Linked DNA regions of Mus musculus: region 2 is linked to region 1. The links are chromatin contacts, called in public HiChIP or PLAC-seq maps. All regions are on one chromosome and are shown on one strand. Each heading gives the region's core, a stretch centred on a gene start, on an enhancer-like site or on the middle of the called end of the contact. The rest is flanking DNA. Distances are from core to core; before and after follow the strand shown. Region 1 overlaps Gm29538 (predicted gene 29538). Region 2 has its middle 18 kb from the start of Gm19589.

Evidence for each region. HiChIP or PLAC-seq counts read pairs in DNA pulled down with a chosen protein or histone mark.
Region 2: an HNF4G HiChIP or PLAC-seq map of pancreatic cancer cells shows a contact between it and region 1. The contact joins two enhancer-like sites. A contact is called at or near these places in 1 of 39 promoter capture datasets (hippocampal neurons), 1 of 15 datasets of contacts at CTCF or cohesin (the NIH/3T3 cell line), 3 of 484 Hi-C or Micro-C datasets (ECoMG myeloid progenitors, embryonic stem cells and nephron progenitors) and 8 of 115 datasets of contacts at active chromatin or transcription factors (the NIH/3T3 cell line, a colorectal cancer cell line, embryonic stem cells and 2 more).

The regions. Positions count from the first base shown.
Region 1 is chr1:88,449,424-88,454,864 of GRCm38.p6, reverse strand. The region is part of intron 1 of Gm29538 (predicted gene 29538); the gene reads left to right. Among named protein-coding and RNA genes, the nearest start is that of Gm28888, 8.0 kb to the left of the region's middle. Within about 2 kb of position 2,409, at least 25 of the 459 cell types and tissues checked have an H3K27ac peak or open chromatin away from gene starts, as enhancers often do. A contact at or near this core is called in pancreatic cancer cells, where this site is marked.
Region 2 is chr1:88,531,198-88,536,341 of GRCm38.p6, reverse strand. No RefSeq gene overlaps it. Among named protein-coding and RNA genes, the nearest start is that of Gm19589, 18 kb to the left of the region's middle. Within about 2 kb of position 2,056, at least 47 of the 459 cell types and tissues checked have an H3K27ac peak or open chromatin away from gene starts, as enhancers often do. A contact at or near this core is called in pancreatic cancer cells, where this site is marked.

The sequences.
Region 1 (5,441 bases), core at 1,160-3,659:
GTGTTGAGTGCCGGCCTACAGCAGGGCTGGTCTTCAGAGCATCCTCAGATGGAATATTACAGAATGGCTTCTACTGTGTAGTCAAGGGCAAAGTGCAGGGGCTGGTTTTCTGCCTCTGGTTAGTGTAGCTTATTAGAATTTGTCTAAAAACCTCTGTAAATCTATCTATCATCTACCTATCTATCTATCTATCTATCTATAATATATAATAAATTAATATAGTAAAATCACTCAATATATTAATTATTATATATAATATAAATATAATATGTATTAATCTATGCATCATCTACATATCTGTCTTACATATCTGTCATCTACCCATCCCTCATCTGTCTATTATCTATCTATCCTGTGTGTGTGTTGGCTTACAGGTGATTCCACTAGGCTCCTCTTAGGTACCTGTGCCATCACCTGCACGGGCCAGTTTCAGGTGTTCTACAAAAGGACAGCTTGCCACCCCAGTTCTGTCACTATCTGTTCCCACATGTTTCCAGCCGGTCTCTCTCTCTCCCCCTTTCTGTCCTTCTCTCTGCCCCCGCTTCTCTGCCCTCATGGCTCTGCTCATCTGTCACCCCTGTCCCTTCTCCACACCCTCACTCCCCTCTCTTCCCCCAAATAAACCTCCTTTATACCAGATCTGCTGCATGCTGTGATTTCTCAGGGGACACCTTGACATGAGCCCACCAGGTAGCCCCCATGCCCCATTGTATTATATTTTATAACTGTGTTTATCATTATTTTTACCTATCTTCCTACGGTCTCTCACCTACCTATTCTTCACCCATCTACTATTTACATCCACCTATATGTCTATGAAATCCATCTATCTACCAGCCTGTCATTTTTTATACTACTTGTTTACAACAAATATCTGGAATCTACCAGCCCCAAGGGAAACAGAGAGGGCAAACTCTGTCCCAATATGTCTGAAAATGCTTAACCTCCAAGAGCGGCACTGTCTTCATTTTTTTTTAAGCGAGCAAGAGCCCCCACCTCCCCAAACCACAGACATCCACCGGCCTGGGCCCTCCCTCACCAGCTCCTGCCTAGAGATAGGATGCAAATGAGGTGAATAATTAGCTTTAGTAATTGGAAACGTGAGGGAAGACACCCAAAACCTCTCCCAGAAATACCACTTACATTCTGAGGAGCAGAAAAATTCGTTCACAAATTACTTCCCACCTATTCTATCAGCATTTCATTTCTGACCCATTTATTTATTTATTTATTTATTTATTTATGCCACACGCCATATCCTGCTGTCCCCTGATTGCTTACCTGGCAACGACTTTCTTTGATGAAGACAAAGCTTTTCCTTGCCCCTCCTTATGCTCCCATTAGCATAAATATCACCCCCTTCAGTGTCTCCTTTCACCAAGAGCTGCTGTTCTGCCTACCTTGTTGATTTGCAGATTTCTCTTCTGTGTGTGAGCACACAGCACCGTCTTTCCTGCAGGGTCTAGTCCTGTCTGTCCAGGTATCCCTAGTATCCTGCACAGAGCCTGCTTTTACGCTTGTCCATTCACTGCCAAGGAATCCAGTCAGCTGGCCTATATTATTCCAAACACTCCAACCTCAGTTCACAGCCTGCTTCCTTCCCTCTGACTAAAAGCCCAAGATCCTAGGTCAGGGTCACCACACAGGACAGGCCCAATGTGGGGAAACCACAGTACTGCAAACACAATAGAAACTTGACTGCGAAGTCAATCCAGTTATTTGGTACAAGCTACATCTTCCCTAAACTCATGGCTTTATCTATAAACGCGTTTGTCTACTCTCTGTCTCAACTGCTGTGTTAAATGCTAGGCAGAGGGCTCTGTCTGTCAGTGTCCGATGCAGAACTGTGGGAACCTGAGCTCAGACCACCGCCCCTCCCCCACCCCTGACCATATTAAAAAGCCTGCTGCAAGGTCCGTCTGATGCCACACAGCATGGGTGGGTGGAAGACATTCAGAGGCCTGTCAGCCTCATGGCCTACTCACCTCAGCAGCTACGGTGATGTGTAAGTATATGGTGTGATTAGAGAGAAAGAGAAGCCGAACTGGAGACTTGAGGGTGGGGAGCCCAATGTGAGTAGCCTGAGTCCTGTAGCAGCAGGGGTCTGTGTCAATGTCCATGTTATCACCAAAGGCCATGCAGACGTCCCCTGTATGGGCTGCTGCCTGGGACCCAAGGGCTGTGCAGAGCTGACCCTGCCTCTTTCTGGTTGTGGCACTTTGGATGGGCTACTGGAGCAGAGCTGGAGAGCTTGTCCCTGTGGTGTGAATTCAGGTTAGCGGGTGGGCTGACCAACTCAGCTAGCGTCCAGGCCCAGGTCCAGGGCTTGGAGTTGACACCACAACGCCTACCCCATGTATGAACTGCTGGAGCTCATAAAGAGGCCGGTCCTACAGATCCAAAGCTGATAACTGAGAGGAACCCCAGAGAGGCTCCAGTACCAATAGTGCCTCGAACCAGACCAATGACTCATTCCATAAACACTGGCAAGTAAAGATGCTTAGTCAAAAGGGCACAACAGTGTGATACACCATGACACACTGCAGCTTGCAGGGCGAGATCTTCCTTCTTTCCTTCCTTCCTTCCTTCCTTCCTTCCTTCCTTCCTTCCTTCCTTCCTTCCTTCCTTTCTTTCTTTCTTTCTTTCTTTCTTTCTTTCTTTCTTTCTTTCTTTCTTTCTTTCTTTCTCTGTTTCTGTTTTTACTTTTTTGTTTTCTTGAGGGCTGGGGAGAAGGAGGTTTCAAGGGCCAAGGGCAGGCAGATACAGAGACAGGGAGATAGATGAATGGGACTCGGGGTTCACGATGTGAAAGTCACAAAGAATCAATAAAAAAGTTAAAAAGTAAATAAAGAGCCTGCTGTGCAGTAGACACATGCCTACCACCCCCTCTGTAGAGACAGAGACGGCAGCATCTGTCGGAGCTTACAAGTCCGCTGGCCTTGCCAAATCCCTGAGCTCCAGGTTCAGTGTGAGGCCCCATCTCAAAAAATATTGGTGGAGAAGCAACTCAGGAAGACATCCTATATTGATATCTACATGAACATACTATGTATGCACACACCCACACAAACACCACACACACACACACACACACACACACACACACACACACACACAATGCCTATAGCCCCCTAAAGCCCTAAGATGTTATGATGCCTGGTTTTACATAAATAAAATCTGTCATAAAGTAGTTGAGTGTACACTACTATTCTTTTAAGTATAAACAGATGACATGAATGTGTAGCGCTCAATGGTTCTTACATCGTACAACCAAAATAAAAGGGTGAAAGAGGTCAGAAGGGCCACCAGAAGAGCTGGCCAGGCTTCCCAGGAGCATGGTGGTGTGCAGCAAGGACCGCAGAGAACAGCTGGCAGCATGGAGGGCTGTCCCAAGCTGTGATGCTGCTGGGTGCAAAGTCAGCCCACGGTGCCAACCTGTGGGTACCACAAGACAAGATTGTCATTTTTAAAAGAGGCATCATAGAAAGATGGAAAATCAAAGGCGCCTGTATTTCAGTGGAGAAGCCATTATACACCATATAAAGAAATCAAACATGAGTGACTATTTTAAAGATTTATTGCAAAATTCAATTCCAGGTATTCAGGGTACTTCAAGCTCGCAATTATTTTTCTGTCACTGTGTAACTGAGTAATTCTAACTGTTCATTATACAGTCTCCGAAGGAAAATTGCTGGCTGGTCAGCACGTTTCCATCTTTGGTTGACCTGGCCACTCACTACAGTGTGGGCAGGGGGCTTATTTTCTCTTCCAATTTGCCTAAAAATATTCTCACACAGCCCAAGGAGAAAAGGGATCTAGGCCTGACAGCCATTCCTTCTGAAGCAGAAATTGTAACCAAGTTCACAGAGCCTGACAACTCACTGCTGTGCATAAAATGTGGCGGCCAAAACTGTGAAAGACTAAAGGTTTGTTAATGTAATTACCGCAGGAGAACTTTACACATCCTCTGCAGTGGGTTAAAGTTAGAACCGGAAGCCCTAAGGTTGTTTCTGTTTCAGTTGCTTCTTCCCGTACCATTGAATTCTCAATTGTAAATGATGACTTTGTGACAAGTTTCTATTCTTTCCAAGTCAAATAGATGTGCATCTCTGGGGCTGGCCACAGTGGAGTCTCAGCACTGTGCATGCTTTCAATAAGTAGATGTTGAGAGTAAGAGACAGTGCTTCCTAGAAAGAGGCCAGCCCAAGAAGAGAATCACCTAGAGACGGACAGATGGACAGACAGAAGGACTCTCAGCATCACCCCGGTTTAAAGTCTGGAAGTGGTTTCCATGCTATACTGTAAGGTTAAAGAGCCCAGCATTCAGAAAGGCCAGCATGGCAAAATACAGAAAGGGGAGAGCTACAAAGAGGAATGGTTCTAGTGAAAGCCAGAGAGAAACCTCCAAATGTTTTGATTTGTGTTGATCTGAGTGTGTGAGAGGTAACTGAGTCCAGAAAAGACTCTCCAGAAGGTGGAATCTAGAACAACTCTCTAAACTCACGTAGGGCTCTTCTCTCCATCACAGAAAGGGCTTTTGATAATGAAACAATAGATTACATCCTCAGAAAATAATTGGTTTGATGGAATCAGGGGAGTGGTTGTCTAGGCATTTTCCTAGATTCAAAAGAATCCTGGGCCAGCCCTAGAAAACCTTGAACACGAGCCTCAAAACTATTGACTAGAATCCATGTGACTTCAGTGAGAAAACAAAATTCAAAGAATCCCAAAAAGTATAACATTCTTGAGACTCATGGCTACAGTATCCCATGTCCAATAAGACTCCCCACCCAAAGGGGTGGTAGACAAACTGCTCACATGATAGAGAGGACTGAACTAGCAGGAAAGGGTGATTATCATAAACGGTCACCACACATTCAAGTCCTTACAGGAACCATGATCACAATAAAGTGGGAAGTGTAGCAATGGCACTGGTCCAAGTAGGACACCCAGAGATGAAGATAAAAAATGTAGACCACTGGATGAGATGGACAGCACCCAGCCATGCAGAAGAAATCAGTGGGCACAAACACAATAAGGCAAACTATTAAAAATGAAATTAAAAAGAGAGAGGTGTAGCCAGAATGCTAGTGACATAGGGAAACGGCAGAGCATCTAAACCACATGGAAAGAATCACAGAATACACTAATACACACATACACACGCACACACACACACACATGCACACACACATATGCACACACACGTGCACACGTACACACACACACGTACACGCACTCTCTCTCTCTCTCTCTCTCTCTGTATGTGTCTCTCTCTCTCTCTCTCTTACCTCTCTCTTTCTCCTGATCAAAAGAAACCTGGGGCTGGAGAGATGGCTCAATGGTTAAGAACACTGATTGTTCTTCCAGAATACCAAGGTTTGATTTCCAGCCCCTATGTGACAGCTACAATTTATAATTCCAGTTCCAGGGGAATCTTT
Region 2 (5,144 bases), core at 807-3,306, 82 kb before region 1:
TCTTTCAGAGGTCCTGGGTTTAATTCCCAGCAACCACATGGTGGCTCACAACCATCTCTAATGGGGTATGATGCCCTCTTCTGGTGTGTCTGAAGAGGCCTACAGTCAAATATATAAAACAAATAATTCTTTTTTTTTAAGTTGTTCCATAAGCTCCACATGCATGCGCGTGCACACACACACACACACACACACACACACACACACACACACACACGCACACGCACACACACACACACACACACATCATGGGCACACATGTACACAGACACAGACATACATACACACACTAAGAGCAAAAGAATTTGAATAGCTGCAAACTGGGTCTAGGGCTCTCTCCTTTCTTTAGACACCTCTTTTCTCTGTGTCAACAAATAGCCTTCACCCCCAATTGCATGTCTTGCTTAAAGGTAGCCCATGCCATCTTAAGGTTTCTTGCTTCACTCTTCAAAGCTGAATTTCACAGGGTGCAAGGAGGAAGATTTGGGCCAACCTTTGATGCCTTTTAGAAAATCATCATTGGTGGGGCTGGAGAGATGGCTCAGCAGTTAAGAGCACTGACTGCTCTGCAGAGGTCTTCAGTTCAATTCCCAGCAACCACATGGTGGCTCACAACCATCTGTAATGGGATCTGATGCCCTCTTCTGGTGTGTCTGAAGTCAGCGACAGTGTACTCACATATATTAAATAAATAAATCTTTTTTAAAAAGATCATCATTGGCATTCTTCATGAAAATCTTGTCATTCTAAGGCTAGAAGAAGTTTTAGACTAAAGCAACCCACGTCACCTGTCAGACTGCAGGTCCCATAGAAGGAAGGTCCCTGCAGGGTCTATGGGGGAACTGGGATCAGATCCGAGGTCTAAGTCAGATGATGCAGATTACACTTTGCCAGGAAAAAACAAAGCTTGGAAAGACCTCAATTCATTCAGTAAGGACTTCACCCTTTATTTTAAGAATGACACAAAATCAAGGTTTTTTTGTTTTTTAAGTCAAGCATGCTAGTGCATGCTTATAATAGCAGAGGTGGGGGACATAGAGACAGGCAGATCCTTGGGGGCTTATTGGCCAGTTATCCTAGCTGACGTGAGTTCCAGGCCAGTGAGAGACCGTTTCTTCAAAACAAGGTCAGTGGCACCTGAAGAAGGACACATGGGATTGTCCTATACCTCCATCCACAGGAGCAAAGATGTACCCACCTACCCCCTTCCAAACCCAAAATTAAGGGTATTCTCACAAAAAGGGACCTCTCATGACTGCCCTCCGAAAGACCCAACGAGCAGCTGAAAGAGTCATATGCAGATATTTACACCCAACCAATGGACAGAAGCAGCTGACCCCTGTTGTTGAATTAGGGAAGGCTGAAAGAAGCTGAGGAGAAAGCGGGTCCTGTAGGAAGACCAGTAGTCTCAATTAATCTGGACCCCCTGAGATCTTTTGAACACTGGACCACCAAACAGAGAGTATACACCAACTGATATAAGGCCCCCAACACACATAAAGTAGAGGACTTCCGGGTCTATGTTCATTCAGAGATGATGTACCTAACCTTCAAGAGACTGGAGGTCCCAGGGAGTTTAGAGGTCAGGTGGGGTGGGGGTGGGGGCATCTATGTGGAGACAGGGGAGTGTGGAGGAAGTGTGGGATGTGGAGCAGTTGGAAGGTGGATGGGGGAGGATGAAGAATGGAATATTCAGTGTAAAAAATAAATTAAAAAAAATTCCCTATGTCTGGTATGGTATAGATGGTGTCCATTATTCAAATAGAAAAGGAATAGGCCTTTTTTTCTTTTTTCAATCTAGTCAGTATAAATAGGAATCACATTAGGTTATTTAATTTCTGAAGAGCTCACATGATTAGATTTAAATACAAAGCAAGCACAGCATTCTCTACTTGATTGAAATGATGTCTAATAAATGTTTGCGATCCTCTTGAGAAGTTAGATAATGTGAAGTTCAGTGCTTTCTCTTTCTTTAGTCAACACTTTAAACTTCCCGCTGGAGCTTGGCTCTCCCACTAACGTTGCTGGTCCATGACTCACCTCAGGAATAAAGAATGCTTTTGTGTGTGGGGCTTCACCACAGAGACGGTATTTTTTTTTTCTTTGTCTCAACCTCATCCTGAAGGTGTGGCTTTCTTAGCAAAATAGTCATTCTTTCTTTGTGCTGCTTGGGCCCCCACTCATTAATCGAGTCAAGTCTGGAACACCCATTAACAACCCCTAAAGATTCAAGGAAATCTACTCAAAGACCAGTTATTTCTTTAATGTTCTCAAATTCTCTCTTCAACAAAACCGAGAGCAAGGCTACACAAGATGAGTTGGGAGAGCTCAGGTTAGCAGAGTCCAGACTCCATGCAAAGGCAAATCCTCTGCCTTGTTATTAGCGTGACTAGAACCAGAAGACGTACAGGGATATCCTTAGCAAGCCAGAATGGCGTTGTCAGCTCAGTAAGTACATATCGAAGCAAAGACCAATTGGAGATAACTTTTATGAACAAAATATTTCTTTTTAACCACTAAGAGTCTTCAACCAGAAGGACTCCAAAGAAAATTCCAGGGGGGTGGGGGGGAGAACTTGATAGCAAAGACACATCATGAAACAATTTTCAAACAAGTGAACACATTTTCAAAGTTTAGATGAACAACAAGAACAACAATTTTGTTGAACAAAGAGCTAAATACTAGAAAAGTAATAGAGAAGTCTTGGAAAGTTACACAAGAGGGATCAAGATGGTGATGAGTATTTGACATAAAATTCACTAAAACTGAATTCAAAAATTGGTCATGAAGAGGGGAGAGAAAAGGAAAGAAGAGAAGAAGAAGGAGAAGGAGGAGGAGGAGGAGGAGGAGGAGGAGGAGGAGAAGAAGAAGAAGAAGAAGAAGAAGAAGAAGAAGAAGAAGAAGAAGAAGAAGAAGAAGAAGAAGAAGAAGAAGAAGAAGAAGAAGAGAGACACACATAGAGAGAGAGAGAAGAGAGAGCTTTAAAAACCAGGTTGGGGAGATAGCTCAGTGGTTAAGAGCACTGACTGCTCTTCTAAAGGTTCTTAGTTCAAATCCCAGCAACCACATGGTGGCTCACAACCATCTGTTATGAGATCTGATGCCCTCTTCTGGGGTGTCTGAAGACAGCTACAGTGTACTTACATATAATAAACAAACAAACAAACAAACATCCCAATATTGGCAGGGAAAGTACGTGTACATCAGTCCCCAAAGGACTGACACAGGTACAGGGTTTGATCTCTGCCACCTGATGAACCCAGGCTGTGTGAGGATGCTACACAGATCTGTTGGCAAAATGGTCCAGGTTTACAGGGAGCAATGTGCCAGCACTTAGTAAGTGCAGTGGAGAAAGGCTAAAGGCTTGACTGCACATGTGGGCATTCACCCCAGCAAGCAGACTCTCATCTGACTGAGACTGTACAAAGACCAGAGAAAGAACCTGGATGGATCTCACTAGAGATAGAAGGAAAGAGGCAGCTATGAAGAATGAACAGCAAAGAGGATGCAGGGACAAAATATTCTCATGTAAACCTTTAAGTACCACTAGAGTCTCTGAAAGGAGGAATGCGAAGAGGAATGCATGTATTTGCAAATGGGAACTAGAACCAAAAATGACCGAAAAATACAAACACTTGTGGAATCAGTGATGTATGACAATGGTTAGAGCTGAGTTTGAAAAACAGAATGAGAACAGGCCAAAGGGGTGGAATCAGGCCAGGCTAGAGGAGTGGAGTTGGGACAGGCCAAAAGAAACAGGTGGGGAAAGACCAGCAAGGCGGGTGCAGGCACACTACTTTGTTACAGTTTTCATGGTCAGAATGCTGTTATCTTTCATACACTGGAAATTAGTAAGCTCTGTAAGATTGAGAAGAAAAGGGGGAAAATAAAATACAATAGAAACAGAAGAAAATATAACAGTAAACCTATGTTTCAAGTGTCATTATGAGACATCAGTGGGACAAACAAACATTGACCCAAGGATTTTGACCATAAAACCCACAAACACACACAGTCATCATGCATTATGGGATACATTCATCTTTCATGGAGCTATGAATAAGGCAATATGTTCCCTGCAGACAATGAGTTTGTGGGCTATCTCACTACCACAGAAGCATGTAAGTGATGAGAGAAAGGGAGAGATAAGTAATGAAGGAGAAAAGGGAATATTTGCACAGATTGTTACAAATTTTATATCAGAACTATTCAATGTTGAATAAGAAAAACAACAACAAAATACCCTAAGTGGCTCTTCATTGAGTTGTAGCCTTGAGGAGATGCTCTCAGCCCAGCTGCTCATTAACACGAAGGATGGCACTTAGCTTCAGCTTCCTTGACAATGTCTGAATCTTCATCTTAGCCCTCTTCCTGTCCTCCTGAGAGCACCACTCACAGCCACTTGATCTGGATGGAAGTGTCTCTGGAGTACCCAACATCACTCCTGCCTCTTCTAGAAATAGATACAGGAGTGCCTGCAGCTCAGCTCACCATTGATACTCAGGCAAGGAGAGATGCTACCCTGAAGCTGTTGTCCAGGACCGGCCTAGTGTCCATGGTGTCAACAGTGCTGACCCAGGTCCCAGGTGCAAATGATAGGCCTCCTTAGGAAGAGAAAGAGCCTGGAGTGGTGACCATTGAAACCTCAGTATCCTTGTCAGGTGCGATTGGCTCCAGAGGTCCCATCCAAGTCTAGATTTGGTAGACAGTGCCTTAGGCCCACATACTGGGACATTAGCAATGACAGTGCAAAGTCAAGAGATGTGTATGTAAATGGACCATCTGGTCAACCACCATGGTGTACACTGATGATTCAAAGCTCCAGGGTAGAAGTTCTGGTTTTCTGTTGCCTACTGAGATGATACTTAGTGGGTTATTAAAAAGCAAGCAAACATGAAGTTGGGAGAGAGGGTCTGATAATGAGAATATAGGGGATAGGGGAATTGAATGGGGGTTATACTCAGAGAAGATGAGATCAGATTTCTTTGTACACATGAATGAAATTCTCAAGAATAAAGAAACATTTTTAATGACCACATTTGAGTATTTGGATTCTGATTTGACAATTAAATTACACCTTCACCTTTGAGGATGGGGCTTCTTTAGACTTTAAGACACTAATTGGAAATGGAATTTTTTTCCTT